2 separate regions of the Mus musculus genome follow, and region 2 is linked to region 1. The links are chromatin contacts, called in public Hi-C maps. All regions are on one chromosome and are shown on one strand. The core of a region is the stretch at or near the end of the contact, and the rest is flanking DNA. Distances in the headings are between cores, read along the strand shown.

What was found. Hi-C and Micro-C count contacts between places; a contact is called where the count stands out from the background.
Region 2: a contact with region 1 is called in a Hi-C map of cortical neurons, with 2.0 times the contacts expected there. The contact joins two enhancer-like sites. A contact is called at or near these places in 1 of 484 Hi-C or Micro-C datasets (cortical neurons) and 2 of 115 datasets of contacts at active chromatin or transcription factors (cardiomyocytes and embryonic stem cells).

What each region holds. Positions count from the first base shown.
Region 1 is chr9:120,712,382-120,719,686 of GRCm38.p6, forward strand. No RefSeq gene overlaps it. Among named protein-coding and RNA genes, the nearest start is that of Gm39458, 41 kb to the left of the region's middle. Within about 2 kb of position 3,365, at least 20 of the 459 cell types and tissues checked have an H3K27ac peak or open chromatin away from gene starts, as enhancers often do. A contact at or near this core is called in cortical neurons, where this site is marked.
Region 2 is chr9:120,841,352-120,848,656 of GRCm38.p6, forward strand. Gm39459 (a long non-coding RNA gene) reads left to right here. Exons shown (of 3, transcript XR_871371.2): 2 at 1,725-1,849; 3 at 2,052-2,578. Among named protein-coding and RNA genes, the nearest start is that of Gm39459, 11 kb to the left of the region's middle. Within about 2 kb of position 4,415, at least 17 of the 459 cell types and tissues checked have an H3K27ac peak or open chromatin away from gene starts, as enhancers often do. A contact at or near this core is called in cortical neurons, where this site is marked.

The sequences.
Region 1 (7,305 bases), core at 2,115-4,614:
ACACACACACACAATTAATTAATTGGTTTAAGAAGCCTTGAATTTTTTTTTTTGTAGTAGTACAAATTATATATGTTTCAAGCATCCAGAATCGATCAGTATATAAAGATGGCCACAACACATCTCAGCTTGGGGTAGTCGCAGTCTAGTGTTTAGGGCCAGTCTCAGACCAGTGGCTACCTACCAACTATACACAGGTGCAATATTGATCATTCTGATGTAAAGAACTTTGAGATAAGGTAACAGGATAATTTGGGTGGGAAGGGGAAGAAATAAACACCTGTATACTTTCTACAAGAGAAATCAAATCTGTGATCTCTCCACAGAGAAGTTCTAGCGCGCCATGATGAGAGAGAGAATAAGCACAAGAATTTATTTTAGGGAAACAACTTGACTTTTGTTCAAGTAAAACTGGTCTTTTAAGAAAGCAGTGCCTGGGGCTGGAGAGATGGCTCAGAGGTTCAAAGCACTGACTGCTCCTTCCAGAGGTCCTGAGTTCAATTCCCAGCAACCACATGGTGGCTCACAACCATCTGTAATGGCATCCGATGCCCTCTTCTGGGGTGTCTGAACACATCTACAGTGTTCTCATATAAATAAACCTTTTGAAAAAAAAGAGAAAAAGAAAGAAAGAAAGTAGTGCCACCTGGGTTTTAGAAATCACTGCATTGTAAAGGTATTGTAAGTGGGCTGGAGAGATGCTCAAAGGTAAAGAGGTCCTGCTGCTCTTCCTGCTGCTCTTGCAGAAGATACAAGTTGGGTTCCCAATGACCACATCAGGTAGTTCAGCTCCAGAGGGATCCGCTGCCCTCTTCTGGCCTCTGTGAGACTGCATGCATGGTGAGACTGCATGCATGTGGGACATATACACACACACACACACACACACACACACACACACACACACACACAGTGAGAGAGAGGCACGTACATACACACAAATAAAATCAACCTTACAAAAAAAGATATTCTAAGTAATTCTTCCAAAATGTGATGGCAAAGTCATTTAAAGTTTTTTTTTTTTTTAAATGTACACATTAATCTTAAATGAAGAGTAGGCGTGTCACCTGCTGATTAGGCTAGATTAGTGGGTAGAAGTGTTCCAGGAGAGATAATATAAAAATAGGATCATTAGTCAAATTTAAATTATTCAAGCCCTGCCAGATAGAGTAGGAACATAATGGGGGACATAGAAACAGCTTCTGACAGTCACCAAGGCACGCATGAGTAGGGAGAGCCACAGGATGGAAAGTGGGGAAACCGAGGAACAGTGATCTTGAGAGGAAGCCTGATGGGCTGGTTGGTTTTTGTCATCTTGACACAAACCTAGACACAGCTGAGAAGACCGGCCTTAGATAAGTCTGTGGGGCATTGTCTTAACTGATTTGGGAGGTCCTAGCCCACTGTGGGCAGTGCCATTCCCCTGGGCTGTTGGTCCCCTGGATGCAGAATGAGCAATCCAGGAAGCAGTGCTCCTCCATGGCCTCTGCTTCTCCTTCTGGGTTCCTGTCTTGAATTCCTGCCTTAACTTCCCTCAGTGATGGACCATGATATGGACCTGTTAGATGAAGATCTCCAAGTAACTTTTGATTACAGTGGTTTATCCTAGCAGTTAAAAACCTAACTAATCCTGACCTCAAGAGGAGCTGGAAACTGAAGGTCTGCCCCTGTGGGCAATACATGGTCTAATCCTGCAACACAGGGCAACTGTGAGCCTCAGTGGTCACAACCCTTTCATATATTGTCACGAATTAGCTGTAAGACAGCGCCATCAAGGACTCTGTGGGAAGGGGAACTAATCTCAGACTTGATCTTATTCTGGCTCTCTAGTTTGTGTCCTTTTGCTACTGAAAACAAAACAAACCCCAAAACACTGTGATTGGTTGTGTGTACATGTGTGTAAGTAAGTATATGTATATGTGTATATTATGTATATATGTATGTATGTGTATGTGTGAGAGCATGCATATGTGTGAGTATGTATGTGTGTGTGAACATATGTGTGTATGTGCATGTGTGTATGTGTGTACATGTGTGTGAATATGTGTGCATGTGTATATTTATGCATGTATATATGTGTGTATGTATGTGTGTGAGTGTGTGTATGTGTATATGGGTGCATTTGCATGTGTGTAAGTGTGTTTGCATGTATGTGTATGAGTGTATATGTGCATTGTGAAAGTGTACATATGTGTGAGTATGTGTGTGAGTGCATGCATATGTGCATGTGGGTGTATGTATGTATGTGTATGAGTGTATATGTGCATTGTGAAAGTGTACATATGTGTGAGTATGTGTGTGAGTGCATGCATATGTGCATGTGGGTGTATGTATGTATGCATATGTGTGTATGTGTATATGTGTATGTGTGTATATGCATGTGAGTGTATATATGCGTATGGGCATGTGTGTGTGAATGTGGTGCATTGGTGTGTAGTGTATGTGTACATGTGAACCTGTGCACACACAGAGCCCAGGAGATGATGCCAGATGTCCTATCATTCTCTGCCTTATTCTCTCAGAACAGGACCCCATATGGAACCTGCAAGCCAAATGGCCCCTCTCACAATGCTGGAGTTACAGGCAAGTGCATGGCCATGTCTAATTTTTTTCCCTGTGGGTGTTGGGTTCTGATCTCAGGTCTTTATGTCTGGATAGAAAGCACTGTAACCCATTGAGCCATCCCTCCAGTCTCTGCTCAAATCTTAATTTTTTAAGCTCTGTTTTTGTATAGGCAACCCCCCCAAACCCATCCCTGTTTTAGCTGGATTGAGTAGCAAAGGAAGCTCTGTAGGCAATCAGTTGCTCAGGTCTCAGGCAGGAAGACACAAATGTAGGGAGGCTGGCTCCGGTTTCGGAGACTTGTTTAGTCAACTCAAGGTTGGGGGAAGGGCACACCAACCCAGGGGTTGTGTCTACCCCTGCCCCTCCTCTCCCTACCTCCCATCTCTGTTTTCCTCTCAGTACAAGGAGGCTGTAGAGGAAGCTGTGAGGGGCTTTTATCTCTCACATCCTAAGCCTACCCAGCAGACAGTCATTACAAAAGAAGAATCTCTCCTGCCAGCTCTCTGGGTGTTTTGGCTACATGTATTTCGTGTACTATGTACACATGCCTGGTACTCTGGAGGCCGGAAGAGGGCTTTAGGTCCCTTAGAACTAGAGTTACAAATGGTTGTGAGCCACCACGTGGGTGCTGAGGATTGAATCTGGACCCTCCAGAAGAGTACCGAGTTCTCTTAACCACTGAGCCAGAGCTCCAATCTTCCTTCCATTTCTTCAAGGCTCACTCTGCTGTGCAGCCCCGGAAGGAGCCATGAAGGGATGTGTCTGGGAGCATGTGTAGACTTCGCTTTCCACACATAGCACACTCTGGTCCTTTCCCAGAATAGAAAAGCAGACAAATAGGTAAAGCTGGTTTAGTCATCAGACACATGGCTGGTCCCCTTTTTTTGCTACGTAATTGCAGTATCTGGCTCCCTGGAAGAACGGCTCTCATTACAATATACAGGAGGGGAAGAAACAACTTGTTACTGACACATGCTGTTTGAGCTGCTAGAGACACGGGGCAGCAAAATCTCACGGTTGGAATTTTGCTTAAAGCAAAGTAGTAATAAGCAAGCAGCATCCCAGCCAACTCTCTCCCTACCTCACAGAGCTTCCTGGAAGCCTCAGACACTGGAGCTTGTGAGAAGCAGGCGATATTGTTGGAGCTATGAAGTCACCTGTCATAGTGCCAGAACTTCTGGAGCCAGGATTCTCAGCTCCACAACCATGTACGACTCCCCAGCTAGCATGTTCCTCTGCACCTGTAGAGGATTACAGTTACCTGTAGAATCACACTTCCTGTCTCCTCTAAGGCTGCACAAGATGAGCCTTAAGGGCTAGGGAGACAGCTCAGTGGTTGACAACCCTTGCCACACAAGCGTGAGGGCCTGAGTTCAGATGCGAGCACATATAAAAAAAAATCTTGGCATGACTCTGCCTACACTCACCTGTAACCTCGCTCTGTGCGAGCAGAAGCAGAGGATCGCTAGGGCTTGCTGACTACCAGTGTAGCTCCAGCTCAGGAGCGACCCTGTCTCAGTGGGATAAGGCAAAGGAGGACAAAGGTGGACGTGCACTGTCCTTCTCTAACCTCCCCACACAGGCACATGGACATCCACACATATGTGTGTGCACACCACACACACACACACACACACACACACACACACGCACGTACACATGCACTTGTACTCATGCATGTAAGTAAAACTTCCTCAGACAACAGGCACACAGGATGAGATACTTCTGACTTGAAGGGTCTTTAGGGTTCTCATCTGTCAACTCTGACAGAGATAAGTCCCGTGGAATGAAGAGGTTGGATCAGAGTGGCCCAGAATATATTAGTTGTCTTAGTCAGTGTTCTATTGCTGTGAAGAGACACCATCACCGTGGTAACTCTTATAATGGAAAACAGTTGATTGGGGCTGGCTTACAGTTCAGAGGTTTAACCCATTCTCATACTGGCAGGAAGCATGGTGGCATGCAGGCAGACATGGTGCTGCAGAGGTAGCTGAGAGTTCTGTATTTGAATCAGCAGGCAGCAGAAAGAAAGTGGGCCTGGCTTGAACATCTGAGACCTCAAACCCCACCCCCAGTGACACACTTCCTCCAACAAGCCACACCTCCTAATAGTATCACTCTCTAGGAGTCTATGGGGACCATTTTCTTTCAAACCACCACAGTAGTCTAAACCTTATAACTTGAACTTGAGTCTGAGTTTCAGTGCCAAGTGGGCTATGTTAGCTATTGTTCTCATGACTGAGACAAAATGGCTGACAAAGATGCCCAAGGAAGGTAGCTTTATTTTGGCTCACAGTTTGAGGGTGCAGTCTGTCATGGCAGGGAAGGCTTTGTGGCAGGAGATCACATGGCATCCACAGGAAGTACAGAGTGATTGTGGTGGCTATCTAGCTTGTCAACTCATCCATACCGAGAATCCACTAAAATCCAAACAGCTGGGCACACCTGTGAGCCATGTTTCTTGATTGGATCATTTGAGGTCAGAAGACCCACCCTAAGTCTGGGCCACACCATCTGGCTGCAGCATCTTTCAATGGACATGGAAGAAGGAAGCCTTGCTTTTTGCCTGCTTGCCCTCACTCTCCCTGGCAAGCCCATCTCTCCTCCTGCCGAGGCTTCCTTCACTGGCAGTTGGAACGGACTTCTCCAGAATCCAACACTGACCAAAGACCAGCGGAGACAGCCAGCCTCAAGGACTGAGCAACTGCTGGCCTTTCTGTCATGACAGCCATTGGTGGGCGAGCCTGACCACAGGCTGTAAGCCATTCTAATCTCCTTTTAATGTATGTAGATGCATTCTGTCAGTTCTCTTCCTCTGGAGAACCCAGACCAGCACAGGGCTGAACAGATGTTCCTCTGGCTTTCTCCTTTCTATTCAACCTGACTTCTGAATCAAGTCCTGTCACTAACCCCAGAGTGTGTCTTCCATCTCAATTAAATGAATCTAGAAACCCGCTCATAGCTATGCCCAGAGGTTTGTTTCCATGGTAATTCCACAGCAATGCCACCAAGTTCAAAACTAAGCCTCATAGTGGCCAAAGTTCTATGTCCCAAGTTTTGGTTTTCTTTCTAGATCCTCAAGCTATATCTTGTCAGCTATTGTTAATTCCTTGACTCATAATCACATTCTATCACCTGGCTAGACATCAGGGTCCTGCAGAGACAGACAGTTGAGACTTCTTAGCTACTGGAGATATATATACGAAGGCAGCCAGTGATACAGAAAAGCCCCCAAGGAAGCAACACACAATCTTAAAAAATGATAGGTATGTGTACCCCAAATACAGTGCCCTCAGAGGCCAGAAGAGGGCACTGGGTTCCCTGGAGTCAAAGTTGTGACCCACCTGATGTGGGTACTGGAACTGAACTTGGGTTCTCCCCAAGAGCATCCCACATATTAAACTGCTGAGTTAGTTCTCCAGCTTTCAATGCACCATCTTGACAGTACCTAGAAGGACAGAGTATCCAGGTGGAGAGGGAGAGGGAGAGGGGAGGGGGAGGGGGAGGGAGAAGGAGACTATGTGTATGTGTGTGTGGGTGGGTGGGAGTGTCCTGGAAGATGTGGACCATCAGAATGGGCTGTAAAACAAACCTAAAGGGTTACATGGGGCAAAGCATGAGCTATGAAGTCACACGTATCTTGTGTGGGGAGAAGAGAATTCCACTCCTTGAAGTCCACTAATTACTGCAAGATTCAGAAATGATAGGTTTCAGAGTCTGGATTGGGCTGTGAGCTGCATTAATGGTGTCTGAGTATAGGCAATGAATGGGAAGGCAGATGGATCCCTTCTACCAAGCATTGCTCCCAGGGCCCACCCATTCCAAAGGGATGGTAGGAGGTGGGGAGGGAGGGAGGGAGGGAGGGAGGGAGGGAGGGAGGGAGGGAGGGAGGGAGGGAGGGAGAAGGCCACCAAATAGACACAGGAGCAGATTACCTCCCAAAACATACTCTTTTGGAACTTGAGAAATAAAGGTTAGAGAGATCTAAGGGCTGGAGCCCACTGCCTAGGAGTGAAGCCACTCACTTGGTCCTGAAGTAGAAAAGGAAGAGGGAGGCGGGGCTCTGTGCTAGCCTGAGGTGGCATCGCAGGGAAACCAAAGCCACTGGGTTCTCCTCCCACTTCCGGCCTTCAGCATATTTTTGGATATTCATGTTGTAGTTAAATGTCCCATTCTTACAAAGATTTGAGCCTTGAAGCTTTGTCTTTCTTCTCAGCTGGACCTTAGCCCAGGGTGACCATCACTTAAGGGATTGCATGCCTTACGGAGCCTGAGTTAGGCCTTTCATGTTCAAAGGACATGGTCCATTGAAGACTTGGAATATGGACTTGCTCTGATCTTCATAGCCATCGGTTCACAACCAAAGCAGGCTCCCTTAAAAAGGTGACTGCATTCTCTTCCCTCTCCCACCCCATGCTATCAACTGTTCAAGGGCAGAGGGGGTTTGTCCAGCTTGGCAATGGAGAAGCCATGGTCACACTGGCAGCTTTGGACTTTTGGCCTTTCGGGATCATCTTTCCAATAGACAATCCCTCCCAAGACACCGTTTTCTTGTGAATGGCAAAGCCACACCAACCAAAAATCCCAGCAAGACTTTGGGTTTCGGCTTGTGGTTAAGAAAAGTGATTTCGAAATCTGTATCTTAAACTCCAAATTTGCACAGAGCAGAACGCAAATCCTTTGTGTTGGCTCAGAGAGTAATCAGGGGTTAAGCATTGCCGCAGCTCAAGACAGATGACT
Region 2 (7,305 bases), core at 3,165-5,664, 130 kb after region 1:
GGTTCCTTTTCAGAAATTCCTTGCCAACGCCCATATCTTGAAGTGTTGGCTCTATATATGAGGGCAGGGCAAACGCCTTCCTCCTCATGGAGGCATTGGATGTTCCCAGGGAGGCTGGCATTTTTTTGTGGCTTGTTTTGGCAATGTCTGGTTTCTTTTTTGCTGACCAAAAAGCAACCTGTGGAAGAAAGGGGTTTATTTGGTTTACAGTTTAGTCCATCACCAAAGGCAGGAACTCAGGCAGGGCAGGAACTGAGGCAGAGGCCACAAAGAGTGCTGCTCACTGGCTTGCTCCTCATGGCTTTCTCACCTGCTTTCTAAATAACCCAGGACCACCTGCCCAGCAATGGCACCACCCACCGTGGGCTGGGCTTCCCCCATCAATCATTAACCATTGGCCAATCTGATGGAGGCAATTTCTCAGCTGAGGCTCCTCTTGCTAGGTGACTCTAGTTTGTGTCTAATGAACAATACCTAAGGAGCACAGGCTTGCTTTTATTTATTATTTATTTTTGTAGGTCAAAAGCCAGGTGGCCATACTCAGTTGGTTTATATGTGGCCCTCCAGTCGTCTCCATCCATCCCGATGTCTATTTTGGTGCTGATGGCACACCGTCCTGTCACTATGGCTCTGTGGTACAGCTTGAGATATGGTTCCCCCATACCTCTGGCAGTATTCTTTTTGCTTGAAATTCTTTTTGGCATCTAGGGTCTTTCTTTAGTTTTATGTGAATTTTAGGATTCTTTTTTAATTTTGGTGATGAACATCTTTGGAATTTTGAAAGGGATTTCGGCCAATGGCTGGTCAGGGAGACAGAGGTGGGACTTTTAGGATTCCCCAGCAAGAAATGCAGGAGAGGGAGAAAGGCAGAATCAGAAAGATCAAGCAGAGAAGAAAGCATACAACATGTAAGAATTGGGGTAGAGAGACCCCAGGGGCTACAGGGAAGAAAGCATACAACATGTAAGAATTGGGGTAGAGTGACCCCAGGGGCTGCAGGGAAGACAGCATACAACATGTAAGAATTGGGGTAGAGTGACCCCAGGGGCTGCAGGGAAGACAGCATACAACATGTAAGAATTGGGGTAGAGTGACCCCAGGTGCTGCAGGGAAGACAGCATACAACATGTAAGAATTGGGGTAGAGTGACCCCAGGGACCACTCCCTCAATTGGGTCTGGGGTGACAGAGATGAAATATAGATTTTAGAAAGTACTAATTCAGAAATATTGAAGGGAAGAGTGTGCTAGCCACAGGGAGGTTTGGAAATGGCCAGCCATTGTCTGTTGGCAGCTTTATTTCTCAGAGCCAACTGGGGGTAGGGACGCTCAGCACAGACTCGAGGGTTCCTGGGTGGTTTCGGGAGCCAAATTAACACAAAGATCATTAGAACCAATACATAACAAGCTTGTGACTCATGATTGGTAATATGGCCACTCCACCTTTAAGCAGAGTGACCCATGACTGTGGATGGGTCCTACCTGAGCTGACAAGGTGAGCCAGCAGCCAACATCCATTGAGAATGACCCTGCCAGCTGGGGCTCCCAAAACCATTCTGAGATGTTCACCATCTGTTTTAGTGACTCAGAGTGTTATCAGACCTTTCCAGGATCCTCCAAAGAGGCCACACGTGTGTTCAGTAGAGCTGAGTTTCCCAGAAGAGGGTGCCAGGGCTCTAGCAATTCTTGCTCTAACCGATGAGAGTTCCTGTCTCCTTTTCTTAAGGTTTCTGGTCCAGCCTGTCTCCACATACAGATCCAGCTCGGCCATTTCTCAGGAAAACAATTTAAACTAGAAAAAGAAGACAGCAGCAGCCTGCACCCAGCGCTCTGCAGGGTGCCTATGAAGAGGTGTGTGTAGATGGCTAGGGCCTTCGCTCCAAAGCAGTTTTAGATAAACAGTCCCTGTCCTCAGCAGCCCTCCCTTCTCATTGCACCCGAGTCACCACCATCCTAGTACACAAGTCCCAGCATCTCCATTGTATCCCACTTGGAAACAGTTCCATTTCCTATCCTCTGCCTGACTTTTCCCCTGATCTCTCTTCTCTTGTAGGACGTGCCTGTCACTTGACAGGTTACATACACTTCAACCTATCCATCTGTGAAACGGGATCCGTGGTACTTCTTTTGTAAAGCCGGTAATGAGGTGGCCGTTCCAACACTGTAAGCTACATCCCATGGAAGGTGACTCCAACCCTGGTAACCTGTCAGCCTGAGGCTCACAGTACTGCAGTAGCCCTGGAGGGGTGAGCACCTGTAAGAGAGTGGAGTCTGCCTGCAGCTAAGTAAAAAATGTCAGCAATGAGAACAATTGAGTTTGTGACTGCAGCAGTAATTCTCCCAGGCTTGGAGAATGGGTCCCAGGGCCACACCTGTCATAGAGCATAAAGAAACAATCAGTTAGCAACAAAGTAACCAATCCCTTCCTTGCTAAGCGTTTCGGTCATAAACAGGTTCAATACTGGACAATGAATGTTGCAGCTGCCCATAGTCCTGAGGCTCCTGGGGCCTGGGAGACTGAGCAAAGCATTGATGCATACCGACTCCTCCTCAAGGAGTGAGGTCGTGCTTGGGGCACCAAGAACCAAGCTACACATCTGTGAGTCACATCCCCATTAAGAACTCGTCCACTTGGTAATGCTGCAATAACCCAAACCACAGACTCCATCTGGGATGAAACCCCGGTCCACATGCAAGCCTTACACTCGGGAGGCAGAGGTGGAGGGGCACGGGTTTGAAGCCAGGAAATCCCAAGCAACTGTCTGTTCAGATCCCCTCAAATGAGCCTGGGGGATCCAGCAGTGTGAGCCATTCTGGATCTATAGCCCCGACTCTAGGCTCACAAACAAAGCCTGTTGAGGCTGCAAAACTAAATTTGCTGTTATTTGTCCTTTGGCATGGGTTTCTCTCTGCCCTAAATCTTGATGTTTCTATTTCCCCAGTATTCGTCATGTGGACCCATCTTATTCTTCACATGGACTTGTCTTTGCATTCTTCACGTGGACCCATCTGTGTGTTCAACTCCCTGTATCATTTTCTCCCATTTTCCATCCTCATCTCCTTGGGAACAGAGCCAGTGTTCGTGTCTAGGGAAAATTCTAGGCTCTTTATGCCTCTCCCCCAAAATCAGTGGGCTTGGGGAATATTATGGGAGCTAAAGATAGAGCTTTTCATGTAACCAAAAAAGGATCAAAATTCTAACCCTTCTGGAAGCCAGTGGCCAGATGGGACCACACTCCCTCTGTCCAGAGTTAAACCAGAGATTATTCTGCCCAGGAAAAGTGAAGCAGATGTCTGAACAACTTTCTCTGGACATTAGAAAACAAACATCCAGTTGGTGGGAATTGATTTATTTTGCACCCCCCACACCACCACCTCTTGCCCTCCCAGGAACATCTTGTGTTGAGTTGGGGCAGCCTTTGCCGTTGGGAGCAGTGCCCCCTCCAAAGTGAAGAAAGAAAACTCTGAACTGGGGCTGGAGAGATGGCTCAGTGGGTAAGAGCACCCGACTGCTCTTCCGAAGGTCCAGAGTTCAAATCCCAGCAACCACATGGTGGCTCACAACCATCCGTAATGAGATCTGACGCCCTCTTCTGGTGTGTCTGAAGACAGCTACAGTGTACTTACATATAATAAATAATAAATAAAAAAAAAAAGAAAACTCTGAACTGAAAAATAAGTTACGGCCCTGTCCATCTGCTCCATAAAAAGGCTCTGTCACCTGTGGTGATGCATCTTAGCATTCCAGGAGGAAAGGGAGAAAGAGAAGAGGAAAATGGATGGGGAGGAGGAGGAAGAGGGAGAGAAGGAGGAAGGAGAGGAGGAAGAGGAGGAGAAAGAGAAGGAGGAGGGTTGTCTTTTGAACTGGGTGTGACAGTGCCTGCCTGTCAGTCCCAGCACTACGAGACAGGTGGATCACAAGTTCCAGGATGACCTGGGCTACGTAATGAGACCCTGTGTCAAGAGCAAAGCAAAAGCCCACAACAATGGGATTCACAAGCGAGTCTCCAAGGTCAGAGCTTCCCACCGTTCAGCACATGCATGCCACTTTTCTCTGGAGTTGAGGCAGACGTTCAATGGGAGAAGCTCAACGTTGTCCATGGGCGTGGCTCCTCTGGAACCCTCCGCTACCCAACTGATTAATTAGTTGATAAGGTTGAGTCTAGCTGAGAATCCTACCTCGGCTGCTATGTGGTCTCCTCTCGTGAACCTCATGCCCACAGAAATCAGTCACTTCTCCTGTCCCTACCCAGAGCCAGCATGATACTGTTACCAATAACCAGCTGTAGAAAACAAAACTGCTGAAAGCTTCAGATGGTGCGGAATTTTAACGTAGGAGTTTGGTGCTTCTCTCAGCCCACCCAGTGTTAGCATGCCACAGACACATGATGATGTCAGCAGCATCTATTGTGGGGATGAAGAGGCAGCTCCGCGGTTAACAGCAGCGGCTGCTCCTCCGTGAAACCCAGCTTTCATTCCCAGTACACTCACTGTAGCTTGCAACCACCTGCAACGCTAGTTCCAGGGCTTCTGGATCCATAGGCGCCAGGCGTGCATGCATACACACATGCACATACATACATGCAGGCAACACACTCAAAGTAAAGATATTTTTAAAAAACGTTTACTGTGTGTTGGCATACTGTGTGTATGCATTAAACATCTATTGTATGTTGGGAGTTGAGTTTCTTTTTTGGTAAGACATTATTATTTCTTTTTTATTGAGATAGAAAAACTGAAGACAAAATAAATAATCTTACCATGATCTTTGCTGGGAGCTTGCCACTTTTCACACTCAGGTGTGCCTTCTTGGACAAATCAGAGTCTGGAATGAATCCCAGAGCATCATGGGAGCCTGAGAACATCCCCAGAATATCCCAGATAGCCCAAGGGTAAAGTAAAAGAAGAAGGGGATGAAAGGAAGAGAGAAAAGGAGAAATGAGCCCGGGAGAATGGAGGGGGAGGGGAAGAGGAAAGAGAAGGTGCTTGGCCATAGTGTGGACTGTGGCCAAAGCATGTTTACAAACACTCTACGTTCTAGCCCATAGCACTGAGGGAGACAACCCCACTGGATGCTCATGGAGAGACACATCTGAGGCATGGAGCAGCTGGCCTTAGCCAGTGCCTCAGTGAGGGAAGAACACATGGAGGCCGCCTCATAAGTGAGGGCAGGACAATGGCCAGAGGAAACACATGGGAAGATTCCAGAAAGGGGATCACTTAACTTCAGATCCACATTCTTTTGTTTTTGTTTTTTTGTTTTTTGTTTTTCGAGACAGGGTTTCTCTGTATAGTCTTGGCTGTCCTGGAACTCACTTTGTAGACCAGGCTGGCCTCGAACTCAGAAATCCGCCTGTCTCTGCCTCCCAAGTGCTGGGATTAAAGGCGTGCGCCACCACCGCCCGGCTCAGATCCACATTCTTGAGCCCCGACTTCAATATTTAGTCAGAGGAGAAGATGAGTTGTGAGTGTAAACGTGAGGCTTCCCTCTTTTAACTCATTTCTTAAGTGTCACCATGCTGTTAGCCAGGATTCTTCAGAAGAGAAGAACCAACAGGATAAAGAATGATTGCATTAGGCAGGCTGGGTAGTCCAATGGTGGTTGCCCACACACAGGATGAGAGTCAGGAGCTGCCTGGTCCACAAGGCTACATATCTCAACCATTCTGGTCTGCTGCCAAGGGCCAGAGGACTCAGAGAGAGCCACCAGTCTTCAATCTTTTGGCAAGCCAGAGAAGCTGGAGTCTTCAGAGCAGGCGCGCTTACCAGTAGAAGGTGAAGGTGAATAGGCAAAGCAGACCTGCTTTTCCCTCTGCTTCCTTATAACTGAGCTACCAGAGAGTACTGTCCACAAAGAGGTATGGTCTTCTCATTCATTCCTTCCTGGCAATATTCTCACAGACCCACTGAGAAGCGTGTCTGTAGCTGGGTCCAGATCCCACCATGTCGACAACCTAAATTAGCTAGCACACCTCTGTATAGAAAATTGCACGTCATAGATACTGTGTGAGTCTTCTGCAAATTGAACACAGGTTCTCACTGGCACCCACAGTGCCTCTGAATCTCCCTTCATGCTCATTCATGCTCTTGTCTCTACCATAGGATAACTATGATATTAGCTTCTCTAGTCATGATTGCCTTGGCTGGCCTTTGGGTTTGTTTAGTCTTTGTGAATTCACCCATGTACCGTGTGTGTGTGTGTGTGTGTGTGTCTGTGTGTCTGTGTGTCTGTGTGTCTGTGTGTCTTTGTGTGTGTCTGTGTGTCTGTGTCTGTCTGTGTGTCTGTGTGTCTGTGTCTGTGTCTGTTTCCTTTTGCCAGCATCAGGTGAGGCTCACTGGCATAGCTGCAGGTACTTGACAGTAGTCCAGTCCTTCTACTGATTGCATCTCGTGGTCTAAATGCCCCACAGTTCCTCATCCTATCAGCGCTGGGCTCTTGGAAGACATCCAGTTCTTGCTGCTATGAATAGGGATGCAATGAAAAATCTAGAACTATCTCTTGGTGAACATATGTTGGTATTTCTGTTGGAATGATATAGAGGCCCAGACAGAAATAGAGGAGGAGACAGAGACAGGGAGCACGTGGGGTCTCCAGAGGCACATGCTTATCATCAGTAAATGCTAGCGCCCCAAGTGCAACTGTGCCAGGCCAACAGCGTCTAAGACTATAGATGGCAAGCAGGCATAGTGGCTCATGCCTGCAACCCAGCATCCAGGAGGATGAGGCAGAAGGATCCTGATTTACAGGGACAGCCTGGCACACATATCGAGTTCTAGGCCAACCAGAGATCCAATGTGAGACTCTGTCTTAGAGAAATAAACGAATAAACACCAACTTCTTTCCTCCTCAGTATATGGTTTGCTTGCTTGTTTGTATGTTTGTGTATGTGTGTCTCTGTGTGTGCTTGTGTGTGTTTGCCTGTGTGTGAAGGTGTGTATGTCTGTGTCTCTATGTATGTGTCTGTCTCTGTATGTGTGTCTGTGTATGTGTGTCTCTGTGTGTGAATGTGTGTGTCTGTGTGTGTGTGAAAGTGTGTGTGTGTCTGTGTATGTGTGTGAAGGTGTGTGTGTGTATGTAAAGATGTGTGTGAAGGTCTGTCTGTGTGTGTGTGTGTCTGTGTCTCTGTGTGTAAAGGGGTGCACGTGTATATAAAGATGTGTGTGAAGGTCTCTGTGTGTGTGTCTGTGTGTGTATCTGTGTGTGAAGGTATGTGTGTGTGTATATATGAAGGTGTGTGTATGTATGTTTGAAGGTGTGTGTGTGTCTGAAGGTCTGTTTGTTTCTCTCTGTGTGTATCTGTGTGTGT